4 separate regions of the Mus musculus genome follow, and all the other regions are linked to region 3. Evidence: chromatin contacts called from public HiChIP or PLAC-seq and promoter capture Hi-C data. All regions are on one chromosome and are shown on one strand. The core of a region is the stretch at or near the end of the contact, and the rest is flanking DNA. Distances in the headings are between cores, read along the strand shown. Region 1 holds the start of Golt1b (golgi transport 1B). Region 2 has its middle 26 kb from the start of Pik3c2g. Region 3 holds the start of Aebp2 (AE binding protein 2). Region 4 holds the start of Ldhb (lactate dehydrogenase B).

Region 1 (6,111 bases), core at 3,184-5,683, 1.8 Mb before region 3:
AGAGAGCTAAAATCCAGGCCAGTTACAACACCCCCTAGCAACCTGGGGGTGGGGGTGGGGCAGCAAAATCAAAGGCTCAGCTGCTGAGCCGACTATCACCTTTACCTCTGTCTATACCTCCAGGGCCTTACAGGGTTTCTCTGTGTAGCCCTAGCTGTCCTGGAACTCAAACTGTAGACCAGACTGGTCTCGAACTCAGAAATCTGCCTGCTTCAGCTTCCCAAGTGCTGGGATTAAAGGCGTGCACCACCACGCCCGGCTCTACATTTTTTGACACTACTTTCCATTTTGATTCTAAAATTAGTCTGAAAGAATTTACAAGCCTGTCTACCACCATTCTAATTTAAATGTATTTGGGATGCAAATACCAAAGGAATACTTTCTTGTCTCAGGAAAATTTCCTAAAACAATTATTTAGGTGTCAGACTCTAATTTCCTAGAGAAAAATATAGAGGAAGGAGAAGTGAAACTCTCTTAAGTAACGAGTACTTAGGAGTAAATCATAACAGCCCAGTCATTTGACTGTGACTACCTTCTAGTTCACAAATGATCAGAATGACACAACATCCAAGATGCTCATTCATGAAGATGGATATCAAGCTGATACTGTGCTTGCTGTGCAAACATGAGGACCTGAATTCAGACCCCCCCCCCCAGCATCTTCATAAAAAGCCAGACTTGGTGGGTCATGCCTGTATTCCCTGGGTTGGTGAGGCAGAGATGGGCATTTTGAAGCTTACTGGCCAGGCAGTTTAGCCACATCAGTGAGCTCCAGGTTCAGTGGAGACCCTGTCCTATGTGTGTGTGTGTGTGTGTGTGTGTGTGTGTGTGTATGTATGTATGAATGTTGGAGAATGAGCAAGACACCCAATGTCAATCTGGCCACAAAGTGCACGTGCGCACGCGCACACGAGTGCACGCACACACGCACACAGAGTAAAAGCCTTCCTCGTGTTTGAAAATAAAGGAAGAAAACAATATGGCAATAGTTCCTATGCATTGAGAACCTGTCAGGAATCAGGCACTATGAAGTACTTCCCAGAGAATATGCACTATACAATCCTCCCAGTACCACTGGACTGTAGTCAGAATCACATCACTTTAGGGTGAGAGGATAACTTGCAGAGAGGAGATTTAAGCTGCTCCAAATCAAAGTTAAGTATCTAGTCTATTTTAACCATTACATACTTATTAAACTCAAGGGTACTGGAAGGCACAGAATATAAATGATTTAAATTTCATCTTAGTCTAGAACAACTCAGTGGGTATCACACCTTTAAGAGTTAGCTGATTGGTCTGGAGAGATGGCTCAGTGGGTAAAAGCACTGACTGCTCTTCCGAAGGTCCTGAGTTCAATTCCTAGCAACCACATGGTGGCTCACAACCATCCGTAATGAAATCTGATGCCCTCTTCTGGGGTGTCTGAAGACAGCTACAGTGTACTTACATATAATAAAAGAGTTAGCTGCAGTGGAAAAGATATCCCATAAGGCTCTTCACAGCACAGTGCCAACAGTGCCTCACAATTCCTTTAACAAAGTTCTGAGGTACCCAGTAGCAACCAAGGCTCAAGTTTCCGATGAGCAACCCATTCCTGGTTGCTGATTCCAAGCATTAGTGTGGGAATCAGTCACACCACAGGCAGCAGGGAGACTACAGACCCAGTCTTCTCACTCTACAATCCTACTAGAGCCATGATTCACGAAGTACATACAGGTCAGAAGGGGACAGACAGCTGCCTGTAGACTCTTTTACCACACTGGCACCAGTCCAATGCTGCCAGGAATCCTCCATGAAATGGGTCAAACCCTTATCACACCCCTTTCTCACCTCCACCTTTTCCGTTGTCCCTATCCTTATCCAGCTGCAAGTTTTCTGAAATCAAAAGGCCTACATGCTGCAGTGATCTTCCTGCCTGTATCATACTTGGGAAAACATAATCTATCTTTATATTTTTCTGCCCATAAAAAAAAAAAAGCTTGATAAAAGCAATCTGAGATATTAGCTAACATAAAGAAAAGACATACTGAAGAAATTTTATAAAGACCAGTTTAGCCCATTGTCAATCACAGCTGACATTTAGTGATGGGGACACCTTCACAGAGCAAGAGCAGCCCCGCCTTCCTCATCACACCCTTTAGGAAACAGAAGAGTCCAACTAAGTAAAACAAATACCACAGCAGCATTTTGCTTAATGTGACAATCCAGATGTAAGCTGGAAGCTGCCCCCATTTCATCTCCTTGAGTAAGTCTTGGCATTTCTTTGGGCTTTGCTGGTATGGGGGAGGGCATACTACAGAATCTTCAGCACATCATGAACTGGCATCTACCCGACTGCTCAGAGCTTGATCAACCTCCTCACAACATCTGAAAGCCATGACTCATGCTGGCACCTTTCTGGGCTGCTAGTGGTTCAACCTCGAAGTCAACACAGACACAGATCTAATCTGAATTTGACCAGCTCTGGTTCCCTAACCACTGGCTATAACTCACCATCTCACCTCAGAAATCAACAAGTGAACATCACAGAATTTCACCATCCCAAGAAATGTGGTAAAACAAGGGGAGAACAGCTTCTTCTGCCCAGAATTCAATCCCTCACTGTGTTACTTTTGTTGGAGAGTGACATTCTCTGCCCTGTGCACAGGGTAATTTATACACCACAGACTTGTACCATCCCAAGATGTGAATGTTGACATCAAGTCTCCTCAGAAGCTAGCTAGTACTACAGTAACAAGAGCAAAGGCTTGTGAACCAGAAATCCCAGGACCATGGCTGTTTCTGCCTTTGTGTGTAACTCAATGTCTTACACGTCCCAATTCATAAATGGTCCATGCCTTCCCATGCTTGTGTAAGAATTAAACGTGTAAGTAAGAAAAGCTGCTCTTCTGGATCCAAGTTGGTTTCCAGCACCCACACCAGGCAGCTAAAAACCGTCTGTAACTATAGCTCCAGGAGGATCCTGTGACTCTGGTCCCCACATGCATGTTAAAAAAACTCATTTAAACAAGCAATTAAGATCACTCTTGTCTATATAACTACATGTTGCACTAAACTGAAACAGGTTCACAAGACTTAGTGACAGTAGGGAAAAAAGGGACACTTTTATTTCTGACTAGAACCAAAGGAGCCTGACTGGACCAATAGACAACACCCCTGGGCTAGAGAAGGTAGCTGTGCAGTCCACAGTAAGACAGAGGGGACTGCCAGGGTGTGGAGGGACTCATAAAGCACCTGTGACACTCCAGTGTGCCACAACTTGAATCTAAATCTTCAAACTCCACTTGAGAATAACTTCAAGGAAGGTTTTTGTTTCACTTCAGTGGGATGTTAGAATCTTGAAAAGCTAAGGTGAATATAGTTTGAAGAAACAAAGTTCATGGTAATGAGCAAAAGTGAGGCAAAAAGAGGTCATACCCATAAAGATATCTTTAAAAAGTAACCAGCTTGGGTAGAATTTATAAATAGAAAAATAATTAAGATTGATAAGAAAACATAGAAAAATGAAGTCACAGAGAAAACGATGGAGATAGGGATAACGCTCTGCTAGTCTGCAGAAACATTTGGCTGAGATGCTCTAATCTCTGGGGCTACAAAAAAAAAAAAAAAGGCAAGACTGAAGACTGCAAAGCTGGTCAGAATGATGAGATAGGCAGAAACAGGATGCTAAAATAGAACACGCCACGAAGTACAGAATACAACACTAATAAAGAAATCCTTTCCCAGTACAGACAGGCAGAGTCCTTCATGCTTGTAATCTCATAACTTTAGAGACCGGGGCAGGATTACAAGTGGGAAGGCTAGCACTGACACAATGAGCGCAAGGCCAGCCTCGTTAACCTACAGTGTGATCCTGGCTCCTAACCCAGAAATCTAAACCATCGAAGTCAATGCTCAGAGCACAAAGTGACTTTTTAACATTAGTAAACTTGGTTGAAACTTAAACGAGCGGAAAACCGAAGTCCTTGTTAAGGGAATTTTGGGTAGGTAGGTAACAGTGGAGTCTGATCACGGCTCTCTACGCCCCCAGCCCACCCCAGCCTTGCAGGCGCTCCGCGCGGGCGGACAGTCCCATTCCCGCCACCCCGGAAACTTGGTCCGACGGCTGTTCCGTGGGACAGAGCACGGGTGCCACCGGGGCGAAGGCGGCGGCGGCACTTGGGCCGAGGCAGGTCGGCGGTCCTCCCGTCACGGCCCCCTCCCTCCCGCGGGCCGCCGCCCCACGCGCGCTCGCTCCATTCATTGCGGGGCGGAGCAGAGGCTGAGGCGGGAGCACCGGCCAACGCTGGGGCCCGGCAGCGCTTACTCTGCGTATCCGTGAGGGAGATCATGGTGGCGGCGGCGAGGACCGCGGTGCTTCGGGGCCCACGCTGCGAAGCCTGGTCCGGAGAAGAGCCTCGGCGACGCCGCCCGGGCCCGAGCCGCCACGTCTTCCGGAAACACGCAGCCGCCGCCGCCGGGCCGCAAGGCCGCGCTCCATTGGCTGCAGCGAGACCAATAGCACGCGCTCTTGTTCGGATGTGCACCCGGACGCCGCACCACGCAGCCAATCAGAGAAGGCAATGGCTTGTGATTGGTGGAGGGGGCTGATCCGGAAGGGTGGGCGCTGCATGCCGGGCGGCGGGAAGGTTTTTACGCGCGGAGCGGCTGACAGGTTCGTGGTGGTGCCGGTTCCGGCGCGTGGGTCCGCGGCTGTCTGCTGGGCGGATAGGAGCTGGGCGTCGTCTCTGCCATCGCTTTCAGGAGCCCTGGTCGCCGCAGCTTGCGCTTCTGCCTCGTCTGTGGAGCCGGCGGGGTGGAGGGATGCGCTCAGGGTTAGCGTGCGTTTTCCTTCCGCACTGATGACAGTGGACCTGGTTCACGTTTTTTGACTGACAGACCTCTTTGTAACTTAGTTCTTGGATATATTTCGTGCTACGCTATGTTTTGCTGTGAAGTTGCCTAATTTAGGCAAGGGGTAGGTTATTGGCAGCAAAGTCCAAAAATATATATATATTTGAAGTAGTGGCAGGAAATGAACTTAGACCGAATCTCTCCTAAGCGAAGAGAAAGCGCCTGTTTTTAGGTTCCGGAAAAGGCATTTTTTTTTTTCTAGGCTGTTTACAAAAGTGAAGAGATTCAGGCTCTGCCATGATACAGGACCTTAGAGTCCATGGGCAGAATAGTATCAGTCTAGGAAGTGATAAGGAGATGTTCTCATACGTGAGGAAGGAGGAGTCTTGATTTAAACCCATCCTTAAATGTCCGTTAGTTTTGTCCTTACTCTTTAATCAGGGCTTATCTGTCTTAACAGCCATGCACAGGAAGGGTACAAATTCGATAAAGGAAACAGTTCAAGTGAGAATAGGCGGGTGCAGAATCTGTCTTTGGAGAGCACTCTTAGGTTTAGCAAATATAAAATTAAGCAATATATAACACACTTTCAAACGTTTGTTTTTTGCTTTTATGTAATGGTGACAGATTGTCATTGATTGAGCAAAAAAGTTGTTCACAACAGTTCATGAACACAATGAGGTCCTTGGCCCCTAACACAGAAAACTAAAACACCACCCCAAAAAAAAGCCTGTGTTCTGAGTACGAATGACTTTAAAATTAGCAAACTGTTGAAACTTAAATAGGCAGAAAACCTAAGTTCTTCCAAGGGAATTTTGGGCAGGTTACACGTCTACCCAAATAATTACTAAAAATACAAAATTAAGCAAAATATAACATGCTTTCTAATTTTGTTTTTATGTAATGGTAACAGATTGTCATTGAGCAAACATAACAGTTTGGGGAGTTAAATGTTCAGGCCAAGTTTTAATCTTTAAATTTTAATATAAGTCATGTTTCCTTCCACTTGTAACTGTCCCAGATTCTTTTAAGCCAAAAGAGTACTAGTGTGTACCTCACCCCCCCTCTGCAAGTGAGCAAATTTTATAGAGAAATGGAGTAAGCTCCCGCAGAAGAGAGGAGGCTCTGGAAATTATTTACTTAGAATATTAATTTCTTTTAAGTAGGCATTTAACTGTAACTCTCTAAAGCAACTGTGCAGTATACTGCCAAGTAGTTTATTTATTTGTTTATCCATTCATTTATTTACTTTTGAAAAAAATCTATCCTTATTTGTAA
Region 2 (5,851 bases), core at 626-3,125, 1.0 Mb after region 3:
CAGTTGAATAATTTATGGTTTTCAGCGGTGTGTTTCAGGTATATAGTCCTGCTGATTGTCGGAACCCCATATATAATTTGAATACTATCATTATTTTTATTTAAGAAAAATTACTGGTGTCATATAGGTAATTTCTCCCAGTTCCGAAAAGGTAGGTGTGGTGTGAATATTTATACCATCTGTGGCATGCTGAAACTAAAAATCACAGGAGTCCGATGGTCAAGGTTTGAAAAGTCCAAACCTTGTTTTTACATATTTTGGGAAAAGGGTGTTGGTGATGCAGTTCCTGACTTGAGGAAGCAGAAGGGCGTGATTATTAAGAGAAAGAGAGGCCAGGGAACAGTGGTGGGAGGAGGAGTCTGGGAGAGGTGAATTAGAGAACCACTATGACGATATTGAACTGACAGCAATGCGCGTCTCTAGCTTGCAAAATTCCAGGCTCCATAGACCCGCTAGACCTTTGCACATAGAACAATTTGTTCAAGTCAGCACCTTAACCCTCCGTGCCACATGTGACTCCGGAGAACTTTTGCTCTTTTCTCATAATAAATAATCTTCCCCCCGCCCCCGGGCTTCCTTTTTGTCCCTACAGCTGAAGTTTTGTATTCTCATTTTTGACAACTGACTCTAATTATAACTTTCTATGGTCATCTATAATTTCTATGGTCATCACATAGATTTTAGCGTGCAGTTATATGACCCAAAATGACATTCATACGGATGTACTAGCCGAGCACTAACAAGACAAAGAAACAAAACAGAAGTCGGCATATTTTTGGATCAAACTGATACATTTTTCTGATAATAGCAATTTTGTTCATGTGTCTATTTTCCTTATTTGAAGTATCTAAACGTCTGTGTACAGCTATTTTCCAGACAGCAGGTGAGATCACAGGAACGTATGCATAGCTTTACTCGGCTTGAAGAGAGGAAAACAGGGCGAGTCCGCGTTCCCTTTTCCAAATTTCATCTAAGGTGGTTGTAAATGACCTTGTATCTTTTTCTCTTTCTCCGCGAAGCAAACTTTCTTTTAACTGTTGGAGAGCGCCACCTTGTGGACTTGAAAAGCTTCTCCAGTTGCTGCTTCCCATTTGTGGGTGGAAGGATTAGCGCTGAGGGCGGCAAGCTTGCCTCCTGAAGTCAGGCTAAGTGCCATTCAGGACAAGCTGACCTCTAGCACTCCCAACAGTTACTAGGTTTTCACTAATTACAAGTTATTCGTTTGGTTTGCCTGGGACAGGAAACAGTTGGCCTTTCCTGATTCTCATTACCAGAATCAAACGAAGCATGCAGTTCCTTAAGAATTCCGATTTGATTCAACTGTGTGTCCATTTTATGTATTCAAGAAAATACCACGAGCTCTGCTATTAAAAAAAAAAAAAAGCATTTGGAAAGGAACCAATGATAATTTCTGTGTTGGAAAGTTACTGGAGTCGAGTAAATATAGTCTTCAAAATGAGTGTTCTATTTGTGTTGGGATTTGAGAAAAAAAAATTTGAAAAAAAATCAAAATGTAAGCGAAGTACTTTGAATTAAGGACATCAGAAGGACTCAGAAGTCACGTCAGAACCAAGTCCTCTCTGAACTTACTGGGTTCTGTTTGACATACCTCTCATTTCCCTCCATCATATTAATAATGATCTATCAGACTCTCATATTGTTATCTGGGAAATATTGGGGATAGATTATGTACTATATAAACTTTGCTGATTCTTGTTATTTTGCGTGACAGTATGCAAAATGAGCATGTGAGAATCACTGAGTCTCATGGAAGTCGGCCCCTGAGAAGACACAGACCTGTCTGTCAGAGAGCTCACCCCGCACAGATTCACGTTAGCTGACCTCTTGCCTTCCGGGCCTACAGTGGCGTAGTTTGCTCTTTACCCTGGTCCATCCGTTTAGTCATGGCTCATTGCTAACCTGCCCTAAGGGCAGTCATACCACTGCCTCGCTCTGGAAACGCCCACGTGTCTGTCGTTAGGATTTGCTGTGCTTCGCTTTCAATTCGCTTCGTTCTGACTGGTTTATGTAAGCTGCAACCAAAGCGATATTCTCATGGACTCAATCTTCCAGAGGCCTCAACTTGATAACTTTAACTGTAACATATACATACAAGACATATTTATGCTTGAAATTTATTTTTCCATTAATCTGGAAACAGCTTTTTCACTTCTTACAACTAAATATCTTAGCAAATTTATTCCAAAGAATTTTGAAACTTTGAGAGAATTTTTTTGTTCTTTCTTTCTATTTCTTTCTCTGTCTTTTAATACACACACACACACACACACACACACACACACACACACACACACTCACACTCGAGAGCCTCTCCTGTTTCTTCTTATGAATTTTAACTTCTTTAGTTGCCTGTCAGAATTCTGTACTTTCTCTTGGTATATAGTTTAAACACGGACTTTAATAAGTTGTTCTTTCTATGTGCAAATATCTAGTGGTTTTGAAGCCCAGACCTTTGCAAACTTACAGCAGTCTTGTTTATATCGACACTAAATCATGTTGTCTACTGTAATACCTAGAATGTTCTTAAAACTTGCTTTATGAGTATCTTTAAATATTTTCCACAGTGCGTAGAATTTCGCTTTCCATCCCACAAGTGTAACTCACATTAGTAAAATGAAACTTTGTATCCGTCACGGAGAAAGGTCTCAGATTTGAAATTCTGTTTGGCAGTGAGGGGAAATAGCCAATAGGATTATGCGGTTCACATGGAAGCCATTTTCACAGACTAACAGACACAAAGTGATAATTGACAGCATAGGGATAATGACGCGCTTTTCTTGCTGTTGGCATCTTGAGAGCGCGGCAGTCATGACTGGGCTTCAGTCCTGCGTGCGCAGAGTCAGCGCCTGCAGCTGTCATCAGTAGCTTGAATTCGTTTACAGCATCCTATCCTTTCTTTACACTCGAGTTGCTCTTTGGAACAGGTGAAAGTAAGGCTCTATCGTGACATATAATTTGACCTTTCTGAGTCTTTAAAATTTATTTTTACCATGAACCTCAAAAATGAAATTATGGCAGTAATAATTCTTGCTATCTTCTGCCCTTTCGTGCGGTGTTCCTGAAGACAGTGTTAGAAATTAGCCCATACCCAGAGAAGCGAGAGAGAAAGAAAGGGAATTTTTGTTTAGACATTCCTAATTGCATATAAGAATTCACACTTTTAAATGGATCAGGAATTTCTACAACTGTCTTTAGCAAACATCGCATTGATAATCCCACTACAATGTCTCACAGTAGACCGTACCTTCATGTGTTTCGCTCCGTCTTTTCCTCCTCCGCCATCAGGAATGCCAAGAGGAAGCGGCCGGTAGCTCGGGCTGTGGGTAATAATTTACTAATCACCAAAGGGGGCTGTTCGCTGTTGGCTTATCTTATCAGCTGCTACGCAAATAAAACTGCACGTTCCCCCGGATTTGTTTGAGCACCATAAGTGACTGGTACGACTACTCTCTCACATTTTCCTGTTACGTTTCCGTCATCACCTGTTTTTGCAGCAGCTTAGCAGGGCAGGCAATGAGTGGTAGCAATAACCTGGGTGTTTAAACCTTGCTGTTTCACCAACTTCCTAGAAGAGGTATGGAAAGTTCCAACAGAACAGCGGCTTGCCAGGCCTCTTAGATGCTATTAGCCTGTGAGACGCTTACAGAGACGGTGCTGGCAGCGCGGGTCTAGTCTCTGACTTCTCTTTACTTCTACTGACTTAATTCCTCTCTTCAGGTTTAGAGTTCTATTCAGCTCTGCTGGAAACTTTCTGGTAACAATTTTTAAAAATAATCTTGAAGTTTAACATCATTGAAGAGAGTGTCCATGGCTTGAGATATAGCATATGTGAAATTAAATTATATTAAATTAAAATAGAAAAACATGTAAAACATGTATTTGTCAATTCAACTTAAAAACCAGTATCCAATACCACATAGTGAAATAACTAGACATTTTGTAAAAATGTGCTATGTGTCATAAACAAACAAAGGAACATATTGGCATTCATTTTAAAGCTTTATGAAAATTATGAATAATTGAATTCCAATGACTGGTTTTGATTTTTTATCAGAATGTAATATACTTTCATACTCAGCCTCTCTGTGTTATCTGTTTAGAAAGGGACGACTGTTTTACTATCGATTTTGGTCCTGTGGATATTGCTACTTAATATTATATAAAAAGTTCTCGAATAGCAATTTCTTAAATATTAGTTACAACATAGAAGCAGTAATCCAACTAATAAATAGCTCATGTAGGATTACATTAAACATCACTAATTATTTTCCAACATTATTTCCTTCTATGACTTGGAAATATGGAACTTTGTTTACTCGGAAGAGTCAGATTTACTGGGCCACATCGTGTTACAAATATTACTATACTTCATTTCACAAGCCAAACTAGCCATATTTGTGAAGTTCATCAGTGACCTGAATCTTGAAGCTCTCAGGTCATATGAAGTTCAGAGTGACAGACACAGTGTTTACAAAATTTAACCTTTCACTCCAAAGGTGGATTTTGGCTGGAGGCGGGAGTTTTCTCAGTTCCTTTTCCTGAAACTACAATCTGACTCTTTCAGTTCTGAGGACCCCAAGGACCCAACACTAAAACGTCTGTCTAGCCAGTTTCTGAGTGACAATGGTGACACATGGCATCTTTGAGGCTAAAGAGATGGCTTGGCAGTTAAAAGCACTTGCTGAGTAGGGAGAGGACTCAGCCTTCCACATACAGCTCACAACAGCCTTTACCCCAGGGGGATCTGATGTCCTTTCTGGACACAGTATGTACTTGCATGTGAGGTTCATATACTTTTACACAGTCACACACATACATACATCAAGTAAATAATACATATACATTTTAAGGGAAGAAATAGTGTTCATTTCACTCTAAAGAGGGTTGATTTAGCTCTCTGTTAAAACTATTCTGTGTTTGCTTTTCCTGGAGACGCAGTGATCATTTCATAAGAACTTGGCCTTTAAATGCATGTGTCAGAGGATACCACAGACCTTCAGAGCTAGCATTCTCTGGCTGGAGTGCTGAGAGTAAGAACTGCTGTATGTAATTCACATGGTTCTTGGAATGATATATAGGGATTCATGCATTGCTAGGAGCCATCTAGGAAAGGCTATGGCTAGCTGGTAACCTTCCTGTACGTAGCCCACCATCTTTGTATGCTTTTTGATGGGTGAGCTTTGAGAAACAAGGCCCCAAGAGACTTCATCTCAGGATTGCTTCTCGCAGCTGATATGCTTTTCCTGTCATCTTTACATACCTTAAGGGTTACTACGTATTTGCCCACTCTATTGAGCAGGCTTCATGCAGTTCAACATAAAGATGAATTTTAATAATTCAATCATTAATCAATAATTGCATAATTTCAAATTAATGGTGTTTAGATCAACTAATGATTTTTAAAGGATTCCTGTTTTAATCTGAATACTCTTAGAAAGACAGTTTGAAGAGATGGTATCAGTTGTTTTGCTAGAAAGATGTAATAAAGCTAACATCAAGAGTAAAATGTGTCCACTTGTCATAATAATAAGTAAAGGCTGCATAATAAGAACTATAATGAGCTTTCATAATTACACCAAAACCAGAAATAGGCTTGGGATGAATTTGTGTTGAAGGAAAAACATCATGTCCAAAGATGAAGCCATAGATATGTGTGGGGAATTGGGCTGCAGGCTAGTCTCCAGTTGAGCTGTGGTCTGAACCCCAAAGGTGATAATTCACCTTCATGACACGGTAGGCACTCCCTCATGCTCCTGGAACTCTGGGTCCTGCCTAAGTTACTGCCCCCCACAGTCCCCACAAGACAATCATGGCTAAAAGTCACATAGAC
Region 3 (6,159 bases), core at 2,999-5,498:
TCAGGAGACTGAAGGCTGTCAGGAGTTGGAGGCTAGCCTAGGTCAGAGTGAATACCAAGCCAGGCTAAACCAGAGACAGACTATGTCAAATAAATAAATAAATAAATAAATAAATAAATAAATGAATAAATAAATAAATAAATAAATAAATAAATAAATAAATAAATAAAGGATCTTTAACTCCGAATCATAAAACTCAAAGCCAACAAGAGGTATTTCACAATTTCACTATTAAGGGTTCCTCACACAGATGAAAAAGCTACTACCCCGAAATGATCACCACAATAGCATTTTTTTTTCAGCTTCCAATGTTTAAAAGCATTAAGAAAGCAAGAATGGGCCAGTGAAGTGGTTGAGCTGGTAAATGCATTTCCTGTAAAGCCGGCTGCCCTGAGTTCATACAGATCACACAAGCTGGAGAGAACAAGTCCCCCTTGAATTTTGTACTGCACCTGGTGTACACACATACACCAATAAATAAATGTTAATAAATTAAAGGAAAAAAGGAAGCAAGCATGCTTGTTTAACCTTATCTGTACTTAATACCCATACTACTCTTCATTGAGTTATGTCAAAATTGATATCCAATACCAAATCAAACCAAATTACTTAACAATTGTTTAACCAGAAATTCACTGTCCCCTGAAAGTAATGGAGAGGGTGGGGGGTGAGGACAACTCTGAAACACATACCACTTATTATTTCAGGTGAACTATTCTAAGCCAGAGCTGTAAGCCACTGCAGTCGCACTGTCCTCTTCCATGAAGGACTTGATCCTCCGGCCCCCCAAACCATGGTGTGGACAGCTCCCCAAGGGACATCTCAAAGGTCTAACGGTAGATGGGACCCAGTCCAAGCTTTCTCTGTTGTGCAGCAGAAAGAAGCAAACCGACCTGAGCTTGAGGCCAGCCTGGACTACATAGACAGAGTTGCCCCCCCCCCCCGCCCCCAAAAAAAGACAAAGGGAAAAAAAAAAGAAGAAACTCACAGGCTCTTGCCATGCTCAATCTCACAGCATGGACATAATGTGACCAGCCAGCTTCCTGCTCCTGCCCCAATGCCTTCCTACATGTTCCAAGTATTTCCGAATCAGGGTGGATTTGAACCTTCCCATCCCACCCCACCCTACCCGCTGCCCCTAGAACTATGAACCAAAATAAACCCTTCCTTAAAGATGAAATAAAGTGAACTATTCCAAGTTCTTCTGAGAGTACTGGAGGTGCGGACCTTGTTCACACCCAGCTGCATCTCTCCCAATGCTATTTTCTGTGAGACACTCGTTTGTTTCCATAGCTTAATGGACGTTAAAACACCCCCTCTCGTGCATCATCAACATGAGGGTGACATGGCAAACATGCATGATGATGAATAACAGTACGTGCTTCATGTGGAGTTGGAGTCAGCAGTGTCTCTGAAGGACAGCCTCGATTTTACCTGAACAAAGTGACAGCTTCCAGCAGCACACAGCAGCCCCCAAAACAGGCTGTGCCACAGGGTCTCTTAAAGATACTGGCCTCCCCAACCACATCTACAGTTTAGCACAACCTTTCTAGGTTTTCCTAAGGAGCAGTCTGATTTACACCCATTCGGTTCTTGTGGTAGATTAGATACTAGGTGGACACTGAATTTGGGAGGCTGAGGATTTATTTCTGTGAATCCCAGACCAGCCTGGGCTACAAAGTGAACCTCTGTCGTAAAGATTGTTGGAGAAAGAGCAAGTAGTTACTTATCTCAGTTTTAAAGTGTCGAAAAGAATTCCTGAGGTTTTTCCAGGCAGTCCCTATCACTGACTAGGAACGTGCTCATCTTTGCTCATCCCTTATCACTGACTAGGAATGCGCTCATCTTTGTTGGCAACCAGAATCCCTAAAGACCTCAGGGTGCTGTAACTTCAAACCAAAGCAAAGTCCAAGGATGCCGTGGTGAGGGGCGAAGGTAGGTAAGGTTGAATTCTCAAGAAAGAGCAACTGGGTTATATTAGGCCGACACCCTTCCCCCTAACCCCAAACACAACCCACGGTGAGAAATCACTATTGACTTATAAATTCTAATCTTCAAAAACTAGCAGGTGGTCAAAAGTAAATGCTAATGTACCTTAGGAACATTAAGCATGAGGTTCTTTGGATTAAAAATCAACTTCGATTATGAAATTTTACAATCAAAAATTAGAGCAGCAACCAAAACATACATTTCTTAAATGTACTATCTAGAACAGTGGCAATTACTCCAGATACCTCCCCATACATGACTGCAAAAAAAAAGTCACCACGGGGGATGTGACTCCCACATCTTAGTACCACTGTATATATAATGGTGCTTTTGTAAGCCACAGTCTACTTTTTTAAACCTGCACGCCTGTATCTTGTGACTCCCAATTATTTCCGATTCAGCAAAGCAACTGTAAAGGACATCAATTCAAATCTACTGTTCCTTTCCACAATGCTCTTTCTGTGTTTTAAACTTGGTCCCTCAGATTTGATGACCAAAACTCAAATCCCCTGAGATGATATAACTGACAGATGTGAGGGATCTGAGAAGCAGAGATTACACATAACGGACCAGCAGTTCTTTTTAAAAGTAAAGCAAAGCCAGGGGTGGGGGTCTCCTCCCTGCACAAGTTAGTTCTGTGAGTTCCAGGAGACCAGCCATATTGGAAAACACTTGTCAATTGCAGTTCTGACAAGTGTTCCCGAACACCGATGCACGAAGCTAACCTTGTGTACCGAGGTGTACATCAAGGGCCTCTGGAGCTCGGCTGGGGCGTCTGGGCCATTTTGGGGGGGCTGTCTCCGGGACAGAGTCGTCCTTCGATCCGAAAGGAGAACCGCGCGCCGAGGAAAGGAGGGTGGGGAAAGGAGAGTTGAGGGGGGATGGTGAGGAGTTGGAAGCCGCTCAGCGGCAAGAGGGGCGCGGCGGCCGCCCGGGATTTCCAAGTTGAGATCTGGGGGGGAGGGGCTGAGAATCAGGGGGCGGGAGATCCCGGAGAGAAAGTCCCCAGGTCTGGGGTCCCAGAGTCTGGGGCAGGGGAGATTCCGGCGAAGCCGTTCCCAAGGTGGGCAGGCGGGCGGGGCAGGGAAGGAGAAGCAAGAAACGGAAAGGACTGCGGCGAGAAAGTCCCCTCGGTCCCCTCGGCGGAGCCCGGGAATCTACAGAGCAAGGGATCGCTGCTAGAAGGGTCCCCCCCGCCCCCCGCCCCGCGCTGGGCCAAAGGGTCCAGGAGATGGGAGGGGATCGGGCAAGGAAGTCAGCTCAATGGAGTCCAAGAGGAGTCCCCTAGGTCCCCTCTGTGGGGTCCGGGAGGAGTCCCCTAGACGGGATCCACGCAGAGTCCCCTCGAATCAGGAAGAAGTCCCCTGAGTCCCCCTCGTCGAGGTCCGGGAAGGGTCCCCTTGGCGGCGCACTGACCTGTCCTCCGAGTCCATGCGGCTCAGCGGCTCCCCGTCGGACGACATCTCCAGGCTGCCCCGCCGGCCCCCGGAGGTCGCGCTGCTCCCGCCTCCCCCGGTGCCGTAGCCCTCGTCGCCGCCGCTCGACACCACGCTACTGCTGCTGCTACCGCCACCGCTGCTGCCCGGGCCGCCCGGGCCGCCCCGCGGTCCCTTGGGCTCCTCCAGGCCCTCCTTCCCGTCCCCATCGCCGCTGCTGCTGCTCGCCGCGCCCGGGCTCAGCGAGCGCGTCTCGTCGCCGCTGCAGCCGCCGCTGCTGCTGCCCACCAGGCTCTCGGCGCTGCTCTCCTCCTCCGCGCCGCCGCTGCTGCTGCCCTCGTCCTCGTCGTCCTCCTCGTCCTCGTCCTCGTCCCCGCCCGCCTGGCTGGCGCTCTCGGGGCTCGGCTCCGACATGGTCTCCGCCTCGCCGCCCCCCGCGCCGCCGCCCGCTCCCCCGTTCAACAGCAGCGCGGCCACCGCCTCTGCCTCCGCCTCCTCGTCATCCTCCTCCTCCTCTTCCTCCGGCGGCTCGGCCCGGCCGCGCGCCGCGGGCCCGGGGCTGCCGGGGGACAGCGGGCTGAGGCGGGAGAGCTCCTCCAGGTCGGCCATGTCGGCGAGCGCGGCGGCCATGGCGGCGCCTGCTGCTCCTCCGCCTCCTCTCGCCGCCGCCTCCTCGCCCCCGCCACCCCCCGCTCCGCGCCCGCACGCCCCAAACTCCGCGCGGCCGCCGCAGAGCGGGAGGAGGGCCCGCGGGGCTGCGTCAGGCTGCACACGCGCTACGGAGCCCGCGCGGGGACACGCGCCGGAACGCGCGCACTCACGCGGAGGAGGCAGCGCGCCTGCGCGCCGCGGCGGCCCCGCCCCTCCAGAGTTTCTTTGGGCCTTCCCACGCCTTCCCGCTCCGGGCGGAGGCGGGACGAGCCCTCGAAACCCGAAGTCGGTGGGGATTTTCACAGCCCTGGACTTCTACAGAGAGAAGGAGAAGCATCGGCTCAGAGAGAGAGAGAGAGAGAGAGAGAGAGAGAGAGAGAGAGAGAGAGAGAGTGTGTGTGTGTGGTTTGCGGGGGAGGTGGTGTCCTGTAGAAGGAAGCCGTAAGTGGAGCAAGTGTCTGGCCGTCTGAGCGCTTGCCATACTCAAAAGACAGGTCTCAGACATGTGCAGAAAGTTCGATAAATCGGTTTTTTTTTGTTTTTTGTTTTTGAAGCGCCGAGCCGATGTCCACACCGCGGAGGCAGAGGCTTGACTCGCAAGCCAGGCTTGCTTACCTGTCCCGATGTCCCAATGACCCAAGGAGGGCAGCTCAGACGAGGCGGGCGTTGCTTTGGCTCGAGATCCTCGCAGGTTTTAAGTCCTGGAGCTTCTAATAAAATCTGGGGTGACACTTGTAGGCAGGCTGAGTTCTTGGGGTGTAGCGCTGGCCGTTGAGGGCTCTAACCGCTCTTCCAGAGGAGCCGGCGGTCGGTTTGCAGCACCCACAAGGCGGCTCACAACTGTCTAATCCCAGCAGCTCTGACCACATCTCCCGGCCTCCCTCCCAGTCTGGTGGGTGGTGCACACAGGTACCTCACCTAAAAGGCACACCTTTAACCCCAGCCCTAGGGTGGCCGAGGCAGGAGGGTCTCCGAGATTCCGAGGCCAGCCTGATCTATATAGCGAGTTCCAGGCCAAACTGAAATCCTGCCTCACAAAAAGGGAGGGTGTGAAGAAGAAAGCAGGGAAGAGGTTACTACTCCTACTAATGAAAGGCTCCTCCCTATCCCCAGGCAAGAGTCAAACCTTCCCTTTACAGCTAGGGAAGCATTGCATCTTCCTGAACTTCTCGGTAAGGGAATGCTTTGTAAATAAGCTTTTTGTAAAATAAAGACCTGGAGTTTATGAGGAAGGCTGGTGAGCAGCCCACATCACACCCTGACTCCGGGGCACATCTGATGCTCTGGAGTGGGGAAGCAGTCTCAGAGAGCATTCCCTCATTCATTCTTAGTAGATCTTCACACACAAAGAGAGAGAGAGAGAGAGATCCCCCAGGTGGAGTATTTTCATGTTTCTAGAATTCACTGCCCTAATTTAAAAAATAAACATAATAAAAGAAACAACATGTAGTATGAGGCTAGAAGGGATTGTTGCAACTTTGAGGCCAACTAGTGTGGGCCACAAGGAAACCGCCCCACAAATATCTTAGTGTACAGTTGCAGCCTTAACCTTTGGATACATACTATCACACGTAATGTTCCCCCAGTGGAAGGAAACATCCTCAAAAAAAAAAAAAAAAAAAAAAGAAAAGAAAAGAAAAAAGAAAAAGAAAAGAAAAGTTTCCTCAAGGAAAAGCAAAAATTAAAATGATAATATACAATGTAGCTACACTGGCAGGCGTTAACCTCAAACTCTAACTTTCAGAGTCATTCTTGCAGATAGATCAGGAATGTGTTGTCATCCTGGATTGTAGACTGAGGATCACCAAACTGGACTGGAATAAAGCATGACTCAGTGTATGTGGCAGCTGCTCTAAGGCACATTAGAAATTAGGACTGACCTAGCAGAGGAAATTCAAATCTTTTTATCTCCCCCCACCTTCTAAGAATATTATGCAAATATTCTAATCCTCCCCACCCTGTAAACCTTTGTTTAAATAAAGGCCCATGGCTCTATTCTAGAAACTTGGTGGCCTGGAGCCTTGACCTTTTTCTCCTTGGACCCTCTTCCTCAGTTTCCTGGGTGATGATCTTTCCAGATTGG
Region 4 (6,362 bases), core at 2,786-5,285, 1.9 Mb before region 3:
AAGTTCACCTTCGAGAAAAACCAAGACCTCTTGCCTGGTGGGTGACTCACTCCTTCAGGACTCTCTCTAGGAGGACAGGAATGCCAGACTTGTTTCAAGAGGAAACAAACACGCGTTCACCCCAGATCAAGCACCAACAAACCACCAAAGGAATGACCCACCGGGTCCGGCTTGTAACTCCTGAGTTTACTTACAAAAGCATGAATGGTGGGGGTGGGGTGGGTCTTGTGGGAATGGGAGCTACCCCCAAACAGCTGCATCACAGAGAAAAGCCTCGCAGCTGCATGGGAAGTTCTGACCTTGGCCAAGCCTCACCATCTCTCCTTCACTTACCCTTCCAAAGACCAGGTGCAGATGGAACCGAATTAAATACAGCTGGGGGAGGGCAAGGGGCGCACAGACCTCCTCCTTTGGAATAGAAGGTCAAAAGGCTCTCCTTTTGGGGGAGGGAGGTCAGTCTGACTAAAGTGAAAATGGATCTTTTGTTTAGAGGACAGGGGTCCACAATCTAGTGCCCGGAAAGCCCTGATTCTGTTCCTAGCCCTGCTAATTAAAAAATAAAACTAAATAAAGGTTCTTTTTTTTTTTTTCCCTAAGAAGAGAGCAGACTTTAGGATGCAATTACCACACAGGTTTTTCCACTAAAGGGTCAATCTTCACTAAAGACATGTCTGCTGCTTTCAGCCCCTTAGGAAAGGGAAATGCAAGTCAGAGGCACACTGGTGGACTTCAGTCCAGGAATGTGTCACCAACAGCATCACTTCTAAGCTGTGGCTGCTCTAGCACTATGGAGTTCTCAATCTATGGGTTGCAACCCCTTTAGGGTTGACATGACCAATGGAAAGCACAGGTATTTACATTACAGTTCCTAACAGCAAAATTACAGCTGTGAAGTAGTAAGGAAACGATTTTATGGTTGGGGGGGGGTCCCCGCAACACGAGGAGCTGTATTAAAGGGGCACAGCATTAGGAAAGCTGAAATCTGCTCTAGAGCATAGCACAAACCAGTCTACATCCAGCTAGAGCCTCAGTGTGACCTGACCTCTTGTCCTCAAAGGACTGATCATGATCTCAGGGAAGACAAGCATGCACCTCTCTTTGGTCATCAGACCATGGAAACAATGGGGGTTGGAGGGAGAGGGAGCAAGGAAAGGAATTGGAATTTTCTTTCTTTGTCCTTCTTCCCAGTGTGGTGCCTTTGGAAAGTACCTTTTCTCTGCTTTAATTGCCAGGCTTAATTGCTTCTCTAATTGGTCAGTAAAGAACAGGTATTCTTACTTAATATATTAGGGCTGCCACAGCCCAGGTTTTGACCCCAACGGCTTGGTAATATCATGAGTCAATTCAAAACTTCTGATCTCATTCACACTATAAATACCTCCTTTCTAAAAAATATAGTTAATGATTCCACAAAAAGATCAGCTCATATTAAACCTTCACAAGAAATGACTAGACAATAAGAATCTAAAAACAGTTCCTTTGAGACATTAAACACTCAGTACTCCTCTCGACGATTGCCTGGGGTTCCCCTAAAAGAGTCTAGGGTACAAGGTGATTGTGTGGGACACCCTGGATTAAGAAAGAGAAATCCAGGGAGAACTGAAGGTTCTAACCTTGAGTTCTAATTTGCAGTATGTTAGATTGTATCCTGTGATAACTCCCTCAGGAGTATGTTAGATTGTATCCTGTGATAACTCTCTCAGGAGTATGTTAGATTGTATCCTGTGATAACTCCCTCAGGAATATGTTAGATTGTATCCTATAATAACCCCTCAGTTCATCCTCCCCCTCCTCCGCCCCTGCTCAGGCTCTGGGATCAGTGAGAACCCTGTCAGCTTCCACACCTTTCATTCAAACAATAAAAACAACTGGCAGCTATTCTCTAAGACTGGGTATGTAATCAGAGTCGATCGTCTCTAAAGCGTCCTTTTCTGTTCTACAGTTCACTTGCTCTGGTTCAAAAACATGACACCCTGACAACGGGAGATGACCTTTTTAAGATACAAAAGAAAAACCAAACAAACAAAACCAAAAACCAAAAAAACAAACAAACAAAAACCCCACCAGGCAGTCCTTGTAGAGGTGGTGAGCCCCCCAGCCCTACACCCTGCAACCCTGCGCTTCCTGAATCCTACTTAGTGCACAGAGCAGCTATGCCATGATCCACACACACACACACTCTCTCTCTCCCTCTCTCCCTCCCTCTCTCCCTCCCATTAAAGCTGGTGTTTCTCTGTGTAGGCCTGGCTGACCTAGAACTCCGTTTCTAGACCAAATTGGCCTTGAACTCAGAGACCTGCCTGTTGTCTGTCTCTGCCTCCCGAGTTCGGGGGACTAAGGGCACGAGCCACCTCGCCCGCTCAGGAGCACATTCTGCGTGATCACTTGCTGATGTTTGCAACCCTCTAGCAGTGTGCACATTGCCATTAGCAGGCATCCTGTCTTGTGTGTCTTGGTCCCTGCAGCACTACTCCTACATAGGAACATTCTCCGTACATAGTTTTAAAGGAGGAAACCCCAGCCTCTCTTTTGCTATTTCAGTTTACATTTGGGTTCGGTTTTATAACCCGCCTCACTCCCCGAGAACAATATACTTTAACTTTAGCCCTTGTTGCCTGCATGTTTCCTAAGCATTTACCTTGCAGATGGAAAGCTCTATTCTTTCCCTAAAATTCCCCCTAGCCACCCCTTCCCCTTCAGCTCCTGGTACTGATACTCTTTTTCACTGCTGGGATTCAAACCCCAAACACTAAGGCTGTACTCTACCCCAAAGTCCCATCCATAGCTGCCTGTCACATCTCTATCAAAGAGTCTCCTTTTCTTCAATTCCTACAATTCCTTCTACTCCCCAGTAATGTGATAGCTCTACCCAGACTCCCCCAAATTTTCAGTAAAATTGGGGCAGAGGGCAGCACCCAAAGAGCACAGTTATATTCACACTTACACCTTCAATGCTTGGCAGAGGGAAGTTCTATTTATAGAGTTAGTAGTCGTTGACAAGAGGTACACACTTAAAGAAAACAAAAGGCAAATTCTCACACAGCAACTCCAGTGAGCTTGCTAGATGGGGAAACAATTTTATCTTAAGAAAACACAACTGCCCTAAATTTTCACAACACTTCTGATTGCTTAATCCATGCTGGAATAAGGAACCGGGCACTGGGCTGGATGAGACAAAGAGCTAAGAATGTGGGAAGACAATTACAGGGCTGGGGATGCTACTCCCTGCTAAACTGTGAGCTCCTGGGTTCTATGCGAAGCGCTCTCTCTCTCTCTCTCTCTCTCTCTCTCTCTCTCTCTCTCACACACACACACACACACACACACTGTACCAGCTCAGCGACTCCTAGGGAAGTTACATCTTTCTTAGGGTTCTTATTTTTTCTCCCTGGGGCCAGGCTTTTTCTTGGGACCTTGCAGTTTCCTGGAGGAACTGTGAAAGGCAGAAATCAGGCACCTTCGATCTTGTTGGGCAGCTATTAGTTGAATTAGGTGTGGGGAGAGGGGGAGGGGCGGTTACTGTCTTATTGAAGGAACTTTAAATGACCAAAAATCTGTTCTCTTCTGGGTTAGTTTGTTTTTGTTTGTTTGAAACAGTCTTAATGGAGAGGCCTAGGCTGGTCTCAAACTCCTGACTTCCCTCAGGACTCAGCCTTACCAGTGCTGGGATAACAGGCGTGTATAAACCCCCACTTCTGAAAAGAGTTCAGAAGCTCCGAGGCCTTTTGGAGTGATGTATCAGTAGCATCTTAAGCAAGGCGACTGCTCTAAAGTGGAGCCGGAATGCAACCTAGACATAGGTTTCTATTAGCACAAGATGGAGACCGTACAGAAGGCCAGAGAGGCAGGTTTACGGAATAAGTGCCTCAGCGGAAGGTGACCTCTAACTTTAGAGAGCGGGGGAGAGCGCGTGCACACTCCAGCCTTGTCCTTGAAGGAGATTGAACGAGCCGAGGGGAGGGATAGACCCGTCTCGGGTTTCCAATCACAATGGAGAAAGCTAGGAGGCTGGAGCGCCGCGGCCCCGCCTCCTCCTCCTCCTTCTTGTAGAGCCGGAGTCTGCGATCCGCAGAGCAGCAGCCTGCTGACTTTGCAGTGGCTCCCCTGCCTCAGCGCGCCGCAGAGCCTCCTCTTTTCTGGTAGGTCTGAATCCAGGATCCCAAAACCTGACTTAACTGAACATCAGGGTGTGTGTTGTGGGAGTAGGGAGTGCAGAGGTGTTATTGTTTGGCAGAACAGGAGGAAGGAGCTACGTACGACACATCCACTCTTTGGGGCCTTTGTCCCTGAGCATTCATGCCCCTACCTATTTCTTCTTTGTGGTTTTGGGTGGCAAGCCGAGCGAGCAGAGGTGCGCAGCTGAGCTCCCGACTCGGTCTGCACCTTGGTACAGCCTGAGCACAGGGTGGTCTCGGGCCTGTGTGCTATCAATAGAAAGACTTGTAACGTAAGGTAAGTCAAACCTAGTCTCTTCAAGTCCTTGGCAGTTAGCACATCACCCATCAGCTGCGATGCAGCCTGGGGCGCAAGCCAGGGCAGCGCGCCCAGTGGCCGGGGAACCGAGCAAGGTCTAGGTGGGTCCCTGTGAAGGTTGGAAGGTCTTGCACCTGGTGATGGAGAACGGTCCCAGCTATTTTAGCAATGAGGATAAAGGAAAGTTCGGTCCGGAACACCAGGCTTCGTCCCCTCTCACGCTGCCCGCCCTGCAGCCGGGTACTTGCTGGGCCTCTTTAGATGCGCTAGGATTTTGTTTACTTCTTGTGCTAAGTGTGGAAGCCTAGGCTTTCCCCCTGGAGACCGTAATCGAGGTGTGCGCTGGTGTCTCCCTCGTGACCTGCTTTGCACAGGAGGAAAGGTGGCTTGGGTGTCACGGAACTGAACAAGCTCCGACAGCACCTGGGGTCGGGGGTAGGGTGAAGGATATGACTGGTTTTAATGGAGAAATTGGAGGCCATACCCGGGCATTAAGAGTTAACATAGGTGATTCTCTGCGGAGTCGTCCTTAGCCTCTGACCTAGACCACTGGTTCTTATCCACAGGAGATGGGAATGTGGGGGCACCCTGAGGCGAGGGTGTTTTTTCCTGTTCCTTTCTCTCTACAGTCAACTCCCTGATTTGACACAGGCTTGCTACAACGCAAACTATTTTCTTCTCATTCTCTATCACTGTGGGAGGTGGGGGTGGGAGGAGAATACACGCTGAACTTCAGTCTAGATATCTGCCTGTGCTTGCTGGATCTTCAACACTGCCGCTTTTGAAATTCCCCAAAGCGATTTAAAATGTTTTCAGGACAGCTTCAACGTTCCAGCGTTTCAGATAGCATCCCAGGATGATGGAGGGTGACCTTGGCCTCTCCTGACTCTCCTACCTCCACCTCCCAAACGTTGGGACTCCAGGCCTTCCTAATGTTCTCTGGAGCCTATCAGATTTTAAGCCAACTAACAAAAATAAACTTGGTGTGGGCAGGCTTTGGGGAGGCTCTGCTTTTCTTACTGTTGAGGCTACTCAGCTGAAACTGCCTAAGACACAGGGCCTGACTGGATTCATTTTAAGGTTGGTGCTTTGTCCAAACCCTCCCACAGCAGTTCATCTTCCCACCCACCAAAAAACTACAAGTGTAATTCTCTAAGGCTAAAATAACCCTCTAAAATCTCTAAAATAGCTCTGGAAGCAGTACACATTAGGAGGGAGGCTTTAAAACAACAAAAATAAGTTATGGAGCAAAGTAGTTGTGATTGCTTCAAGTACTTCACTCTGGACAACTAAGGGTTCCTTACTGGGTTCATTAACTAAGCCAGGTTTTGTTACTTAGCCCTTTACAGATTAGAAGTGAAAATGAAGGTAAAGGGAACGAACTGGCTGGGCTGTGGAACCTATAGGGAGCCTCAGCTGTGATGAACCACGCTAAAAAGAAACAAACGGAAGCAATCAGCGTAGATTATTAACATTGATAACTTTTCTGTGAAGACACTTTGTCAGGAGGGCAGGGCCATAACTTTTGTGAGATTTTAAGTACAAAAATCAGTCTTTGTCTTCCACAATTATTTGTAATGAAAATTACAATTCATATTGGCTTTAAACAAGCTTAAAAATAAGTTAGCTGGTTAACATGGTTAAACACAAATTCCTTATAGGGACAAAAGAAAGAAACGAGCTTGCTTCAGTATAATTATCTGTATCTTTAGCCAGTAGTTTGCACTTACAGCAGAAAGGTCACAGAAGGGATGGTGGCAACTTAATGGCTTGCATGGAGCTCTCTGCTCTGGGGAAGCATTTTGGTTTAAACTGGTGGAGAACTTTGCACTGAGTCCTGCATTCGGTGAGATGTGGTTCCTTCAGGGCTTCTGTTGAGCTATACTTTC

The links. HiChIP or PLAC-seq counts read pairs in DNA pulled down with a chosen protein or histone mark. Capture Hi-C pulls out chosen DNA fragments and counts their contacts.
Region 1: a contact with region 3 is called in a promoter capture Hi-C map of liver, with 5 times the contacts expected there. The contact joins the promoter of Golt1b here to the promoter of Aebp2 in region 3. A contact is called at or near these places in 4 of 39 promoter capture datasets (embryonic stem cells, erythroid cells, liver and 1 more), 3 of 484 Hi-C or Micro-C datasets (CD4 T cells, CD8 T cells and the G1E-ER4 cell line), 7 of 115 datasets of contacts at active chromatin or transcription factors (astrocytes, embryonic forebrain, forebrain and 4 more) and 2 of 9 other capture datasets (adipose tissue and liver).
Region 2: a contact with region 3 is called in an H3K4me3 HiChIP or PLAC-seq map of neural tube, with 7 times the contacts expected there. The contact joins the enhancer-like site here to the promoter of Aebp2 in region 3. A contact is called at or near these places in 4 of 39 promoter capture datasets (cranial neural crest, frontonasal cranial neural crest, maxillary cranial neural crest and 1 more), 1 of 484 Hi-C or Micro-C datasets (cortical neurons) and 9 of 115 datasets of contacts at active chromatin or transcription factors (the SCID.adh cell line, T-cell acute lymphoblastic leukemia, craniofacial prominence and 6 more).
Region 4: a contact with region 3 is called in an H3K27ac HiChIP or PLAC-seq map of thymic regulatory T cells, with 12 times the contacts expected there. The contact joins the promoter of Ldhb here to the promoter of Aebp2 in region 3. A contact is called at or near these places in 7 of 39 promoter capture datasets (the 3T3-L1 cell line, 3T3-L1-derived adipocytes, embryonic stem cells and 2 more) and 6 of 115 datasets of contacts at active chromatin or transcription factors (astrocytes, embryonic hindbrain, embryonic stem cells and 3 more).

The regions. Positions count from the first base shown.
Region 1 is chr6:142,385,565-142,391,675 of GRCm38.p6, reverse strand. Golt1b (golgi transport 1B) reads right to left here and starts at 4,433. Exons shown (of 5, transcript NM_025872.4): 1 at 4,307-4,433. The coding sequence starts at 4,331. It overlaps Recql (RecQ protein-like), which reads left to right and starts at 4,589. Exons shown (of 15, transcript NM_023042.3): 1 at 4,589-4,654.
Region 2 is chr6:139,584,680-139,590,530 of GRCm38.p6, reverse strand. No RefSeq gene overlaps it. Among named protein-coding and RNA genes, the nearest start is that of Pik3c2g, 26 kb to the left of the region's middle. Within about 2 kb of position 1,875, at least 37 of the 459 cell types and tissues checked have an H3K27ac peak or open chromatin away from gene starts, as enhancers often do. A contact at or near this core is called in neural tube, where this site is marked.
Region 3 is chr6:140,621,591-140,627,749 of GRCm38.p6, reverse strand. It overlaps Aebp2 (AE binding protein 2), which reads right to left and starts at 4,248. Exons shown (of 8, transcript NM_001005605.2): 1 at 3,406-4,248. The coding sequence starts at 4,055.
Region 4 is chr6:142,505,630-142,511,991 of GRCm38.p6, reverse strand. Ldhb (lactate dehydrogenase B) reads left to right here and starts at 4,035. Exons shown (of 8, transcript NM_008492.3): 1 at 4,035-4,139.